2 separate regions of the Rattus norvegicus genome follow, and region 2 is linked to region 1. Evidence: chromatin contacts called from public Hi-C data. All regions are on one chromosome and are shown on one strand. Each heading gives the region's core, a stretch centred on a gene start, on an enhancer-like site or on the middle of the called end of the contact. The rest is flanking DNA. Distances are from core to core; before and after follow the strand shown.

What was found. A called contact is a pair of places that touch in the nucleus more often than the background predicts.
Region 2: a contact with region 1 is called in a Hi-C map of liver, with 2.8 times the contacts expected there. The contact joins the enhancer-like site here to the promoter of Foxj3 in region 1. A contact is called at or near these places in 6 of 12 Hi-C or Micro-C datasets (the A7r5 cell line, Schwann cells, kidney and 2 more) and 1 of 1 datasets of contacts at active chromatin or transcription factors (oligodendrocytes).

The regions. Positions count from the first base shown.
Region 1 is chr5:138,424,676-138,427,610 of GRCr8, forward strand. Foxj3 (forkhead box J3) reads left to right here and starts at 1,488. Exons shown (of 13, transcript NM_001107971.4): 1 at 1,488-1,769.
Region 2 is chr5:138,504,555-138,507,489 of GRCr8, forward strand. Foxj3 (forkhead box J3) reads left to right here. Exons shown (of 13, transcript NM_001107971.4): 9 at 1-233; 10 at 1,489-1,590. Among named protein-coding and RNA genes, the nearest start is that of Guca2a, 16 kb to the right of the region's middle. Within about 2 kb of position 1,452, at least 3 of the 93 cell types and tissues checked have an H3K27ac peak or open chromatin away from gene starts, as enhancers often do. A contact at or near this core is called in liver, where this site is marked.

The sequences.
Region 1 (2,935 bases), core at 238-2,737:
CCAGACGAAAGTGTTCAATGCGTGATAAAGGAATGGAGGGATGGTTTCACGATGTCTTAGCTCAGCAAAGTCACCAGGGTCATTCTCTTAGATCTTTGCCTTCTCTTTCAACCAAACTCACTGACATCCATCTACCCATCAAATGCCCAAATCCTGAGCAAATGCTTTAAGTTCCCAATTGTTCTTGAGGCTGCAGGGAAGAGTACGTGACTTAATACAGCATCTGCGCAGCAAATAATACCTCCCAAGGTAATTAAGTGTATAAGGACAGGGCAGGTTGTCAGCGCTAATAGTTCAAAGGTAGGATCACTGAAGACTGAGGGAAAGTCCAAAGTTTACCGGAAGTCTGAACAACCCTACTAAACGCTCCACCTGTTGATAACGAGGTCACGACCTGGCTAGCTAACTCGAGATGGAGAGGGTGACGCGGCAGGGGTAATGACAAGATGACATGCCTGGGTAGGGAGGGGCCTCGAACCCGGGTTCTTGACATTCCGAAGGACGCGTGTCCCCAAGCAAGGTCCAAAGCGCCCCAGTGGCGGCCGGGAAAATCTGCGCTGTGTGCTTGTCGGGGCCGCGCAGTGACAAGAGGCTGGAAGGCTGGGAGGTCACGAGGCGCATTCCTCAGGAGTTGGAATCCCGAGAGAGGGGCCAGGGACGCCTCGGCAGCTCTCACGCCTGAGGCGCAAGCACTGCAAGGCTCTCCGCACCCCCCACCGCCGGTTCCCGCTGGCCGCACGGAGGCAGAACCGCGAGAGCCTAGAGGCACTACTTGTCCCCGCGGAGGGATCCCTCGCAAATTGCCGCTGCAGCGACGGGGCGGGCCGTGGCGCCGAGGACGCCCGGCCGGGAGCGCTGAGACGTCGCGGGAGGCGGGGGTGGGAGGGAGAGGGCCGGGAAGTAGTTCCGGGTGCGCGGCCCCGGATGTTGGCTGCTCCCGCCGCCGCCGCCGCCGCCGCCGCCGCTCTCGGCGCCGCTCCCGGCCTGGGCCGCTCGCTGAGGGCGCCGTTGGGACCTTTCGCGGGGAACAGAGACGCACGCAGCGGCCGGGGGCTCGGCCGGGCCGTCCGGGCCTGCGCAGCCTGAGGTGAGCACGCGTCGCCAGGGTCTCGTCGGGGCTGGGGCGGCGGGCGGGGAGGCGGGGCTGGGGCATCTCCCGGGACGCGGGCGGGGGCTGCCCTGGGCGAGCGGCGCTCGCTGTCCTCAGCGCACGCTCCCAGTGGCCGGCGGTGGGCGCAGGGCTGGGCCGGCCTGGTGGCGCGGCCCTCCCTCGCCCGCGGCGCCGCTCCTCAGCTGCCGCTGCCCCTCAGCTCAATGCCGCTCGCGCCCGCCCCTCCCCCAGGTGGGCCCGCGGTGCGGATGCCGGGGCCGCGGAGGACCGCGACAGTCGCGCCCTCATCGCTCCGTGACCTGCCCCTGGCCCGGGCTCGTCCGGTTCCCGGCGCGATGCGCGCTCTGGGCGCTATTCTGCCGGGACGGGGGTCAGTGCCTCGTGGGCCGCGGGTACCCTGCGGGGGTGAGGAGGCTGGGGCGAGGGTCCCATCTTCTGTCCTATCCTGTCCCTGCGTCCTTCTCTGGCATTGGGGCAAAGGCAGACTTCGCATGCGGACGTGTTGCTGCTGTCCTGCGTGTGTTGCATCCTGCCCACGTGGTAGTGTCCCGTCCCTCCCACCCCGTCCATTTTTTGCAGTTGGTCAAGATGTTTTTCCCTCGTGCTTTACCCCCCGTCTACCCTGTGATTTCTTCTGGGCAGCGTGGAAGATGTTAAGGTCAGTTTGTCTTGTCGAGGATGACTGTTGTTTGATGGAAGAATCAAGAGTTGTACTCTTACGAAATTGAGACTAGTAGGGGACATACCAGACCTTAGTTCATTGACACCTTTTCAACTCCAGTAGCTCTTGCTCTTTTCTCTACTACTCAGTCCTCCAGAGACAAGCGCTTGCTACTGATGTGTTGGTGTGTACGGTTTCTCTATTCTACTTGGTTGTGTCTCTTTGGCCTAGTATTTTCTAGTCCGTGTTGATGCAGGGCTCAAGTTGTTGCTGGATTTCTGAATGAGTCGTGACAGGGAGCTCGAAACTGGTGGGCTGCTTTTCGCCTTTCACTGTTCATTTGTCTTTATTTCTTCCTTGTGTTTTGTTCCCTAGTGAGAAAGCATGCATGCTCCATTGGGCATGATGCACGTAGATTATTCTCTAGTAGAGGCACTAGGTAGTCCCGCTTGCTGTTTTGAAAGTTCTTTTAGTCCACGTTTCTAAAATGCACTAGGTACTATTGGGCTCTGTTTTTTTTTTGTTTTGTTTTGTTTTTTAAACACTTTTAAATACGGGTCTCCCACCCAACCTTCCTTTAATATCTCTTCCAGGTTAACTGTTTACATCTTTCCCTCTTTGGAGACCATAGATTGCTCTCTTTACAGGAGCAGTGACGCTTTTTAGTGTTTTTAAACCACAGTATTTATGGAGAAAACGATAGCTGCTCATTTTTTGGGGGGCCAAGTTATCTCTATGTTTATGTTAGGAAGGGATATGTAGATGTTATTTAGTTTTTGAGTTTTTTGTTTAAGATGAACTTGAAGCTCTTTTCTGTTTGGTTTTGTATTGGATTGAGGTAGATCTTGCTCTGTTTTGTGCTGCTGGGAGTTCCCAATGACTTTATTAGGTGGTTTGTGGATGAGGTCAAGAATGTTTATTTTGGTTTTCAGTTTGTTTGGGTGAAATAAAAATTACTATTTTGAAGTCACTCTTTTTGATGTGAAAATTTCCAGTATTCTCTTGTTTTTCACACTGAAGTTTTTCCTTTTTTCATTTTAATTTTAGACAGTCTTATGTAGACCAGGTTGACCTCTAATACACTGTGGTTAGGGCTGACTTTGAACTCTTGTCTTGCCTTCACCTCCCAAGTACTGAAATTACAGGCTGTGTTACTACTGTAA
Region 2 (2,935 bases), core at 202-2,701, 80 kb after region 1:
CCAGATGCACACACAGCCCTCTCCACATACACCCCATAGACCGCATGGTTTACCACAGCACCCACAGCGTCCCCAGCACCCAGCATCACACCCACAGCAACACAGCCAGCTACAGCCGCCTCACTCCCAGCACCCCCCTCCACATCAGCACATACAACACCATCCAAACCATCAGCACCAGACGTTAGCGCATCAGCCACCACCACCCCCTCAACAGGTATCCTGTAATTCTGGTAAGTTTTTCGTGCTTTTCTTGGAATAGCTGTGACTTAGATCTGCCCTTTATTATGTGGACGTCCTGTAGTATTTACTACTGAAACCCTTTTACTTGTCTAATCTTTTCTTACTATATTTCATTCACTTCTTGGGTGACCTCCTGAAGATTTCCTTGATTAAAATGCATTGGAAACATAGGCAGACTCAGTTAAATTCTCGTGTTGACCTGGCACTGCTTCTAGTGATATGAATGAATGAAGTGTTCGATCTGTTTTCAGACTTGCAGACTCACTGTGTGAGTGTAAAAGATACAGTGCAAGTTCTGTGTATACCACAAAGGACGGCATTCGAATCCCCAGTGTGGCTCTGGCTTTGAGTAAATGACTTGTGTTTGGGTTTTGGTTGGTTTTGTTTTGGGTGGTCTCTCAGCAGGTGGTCTGAGCTGGTCTCAAACCTCTGGTTTAACTTTTTTACTAAAACAAAAAAAATTTTTTTTGAATGAGTATTTTAAAAATCAGAAAAATACTTTTAATTTTTTTGTTTGGCTTCAATGGTTGGTTTCGTTTTCCTAGTAATAATTATAATGGATTCTATAATAGGATCAAAATTTTTCTGCCATAATGGAATATTTTCTAAACATTTTGACGTTATTTTTAGATACGTGCCTTAAGAAAGTTGTCAAATAGAATTAAAGCTTTTGGGGACAAAGCAGATGGTTATAAGAAGCTTATCATACGTAGATAAGCATGCCTTATCTATATCAATATAATCTTCAGAAACTTAAGCCCGTTCTTTGCACGTTCTGAGGGAATGGTTAATGAACAGACAGATTGGGCGGTTTGAGGAAACAAAAGTCTGGTGCCCGGGCAAAGAAAGTCCAGTTGGAATTGAAACAGTCGGTGGTGCACCTTTGCTAGGCTTCTTTGCTGGTGGCACCATAGAGAAAAGCCATCCCTAGGGAGTCAGAAGTAATTAAGTGGCTCTGATAATGTTTCATTCCTGTGAATTAGACATCCCATGTGTGTGAGGTGGGATGAAACTTTTTTTTTACCATTGTGTATTAGATAGTCCAGATGCATTGTTATTATTCCAAATCAAGTAAAACGTAGCACATTTTATAGATAGAAAAAGCATAACTCCAAAGAGCTGAAGCAGTTTGCATAAGATCACACTGCCAGTGGGTGGTAGAACTTGGGATTCGTGACCTGCCTTTTGACACCCATAACCCTAACCTGTCCTAGAGTTAATAGTATTGTCAACATTGCTTTTTAGGTGTTTCAAGCGACTGGTATGCAACACTCGATATGCTGAAGGAAAGCTGTCGAATTGCCAGCAGTGTTAACTGGTCAGACGTAGACCTTTCACAGTTCCAAGGTAAGGATTGGTTTCTTTACATAGAACCAATTAATCGTGAATGTTTTTCCTGGAACATTTTTTCTTTATAGTGCAATACAGTATCTCCTGCCAAGTGTGTTGGTGTGTGCCTGCTTTCCTAGCCCTTGGTAAACTTGAGGTGGAAGGGTTGCCAAGAGTGAGCCAGCTGTTGACTAGATTGTAAATACTCCAGCCAGAAATACATAACAAGGTTTTGCCCCTTCACACGCCCCCCCCCCCCCAAAAAAAAACAAAAGAGAGAAGAGGGTAAGAAGCATCATTTTATTTAAAGACATGACTTTTGCAGTGGTAGTGAGGTTTTTTTTTTTAATATTTAAAGATGTATTTATGTATGTGAGTACACTGTAGCTGTCTTCAGACACACCAGAAGAGAGCATCAGATCCCATTACAGATGGTTGTGAGCCACCATGTGGTTGCTGGGAATTGAACTCAGGACCTCTGAAAGAGCAGTCAGTGCTCTTAACCGCTGAGCCATCTCTTTACCCCAATGGTAGTGTTCTTAAAGGACACAAAATTTTCTACTAAATTGGGCAATTGATAGAGGAAAACAGTACATAGATGAATTCTGCAGGAATATTGGCCATGTTTAAAGAATCAGGTTTTGTGTAGTCTGTCTCCCTGCCCTGCCCCTTGTGTGTTTGCATGGACAGTTGCATTTTGGGGCCCTAGCACAGTTACAAATGTTATTCCCAGTTGCTGTCCACCTTTTATTTATTTATTTTCTGTTTATTACTGTTTGTGTCTGGTATGTATATGAAGATTGCTGGCATGAGTGCATGCTGAGGTACATATGTACAGCTCAAAGGAATCACTTATGTCCTTTTACTATGGACTCTTTTTAAGGTTTGAATTCAGATTTGCACAAGCAGTTTTGCCAGCTGAAGCCGTCTCTGCTTGGTTTATGTTTTGTGTGCTATGTGTGGGTGTCTTACACATGGACAGGCCAGGGGGCGACATCTCTTCATCTGTAGTTTCTCCACCTTATTTCTGAGACAGTCTCTCACTGAACCAGAAGCCTACAGTTTTGACTTAGAATGGCTGGCGTCTGGTAGTCTTCCTTGTGTGTGGTGTCCATCATGGTTTTATGTTTTTTCCCATCTCCTGATTGTGTTCTCTCTCCTGCCCTGACCCTCACCCTGAGTTACAGGCACATGCCGCAGTTCTTGGCGTTTAGGCAGGTCATGGGGCTCTAAGCTCAGACCCTTATACAGCTCTGCCCCCTCTTTTGAGACAAGTAGTAGCCTAGGCTCGTTGGCCAGTGAGTCCTCAGGATCTGTCTTCACTTCCCTCAAACACCAAAATTCCATGTAAGCCACGGACTGT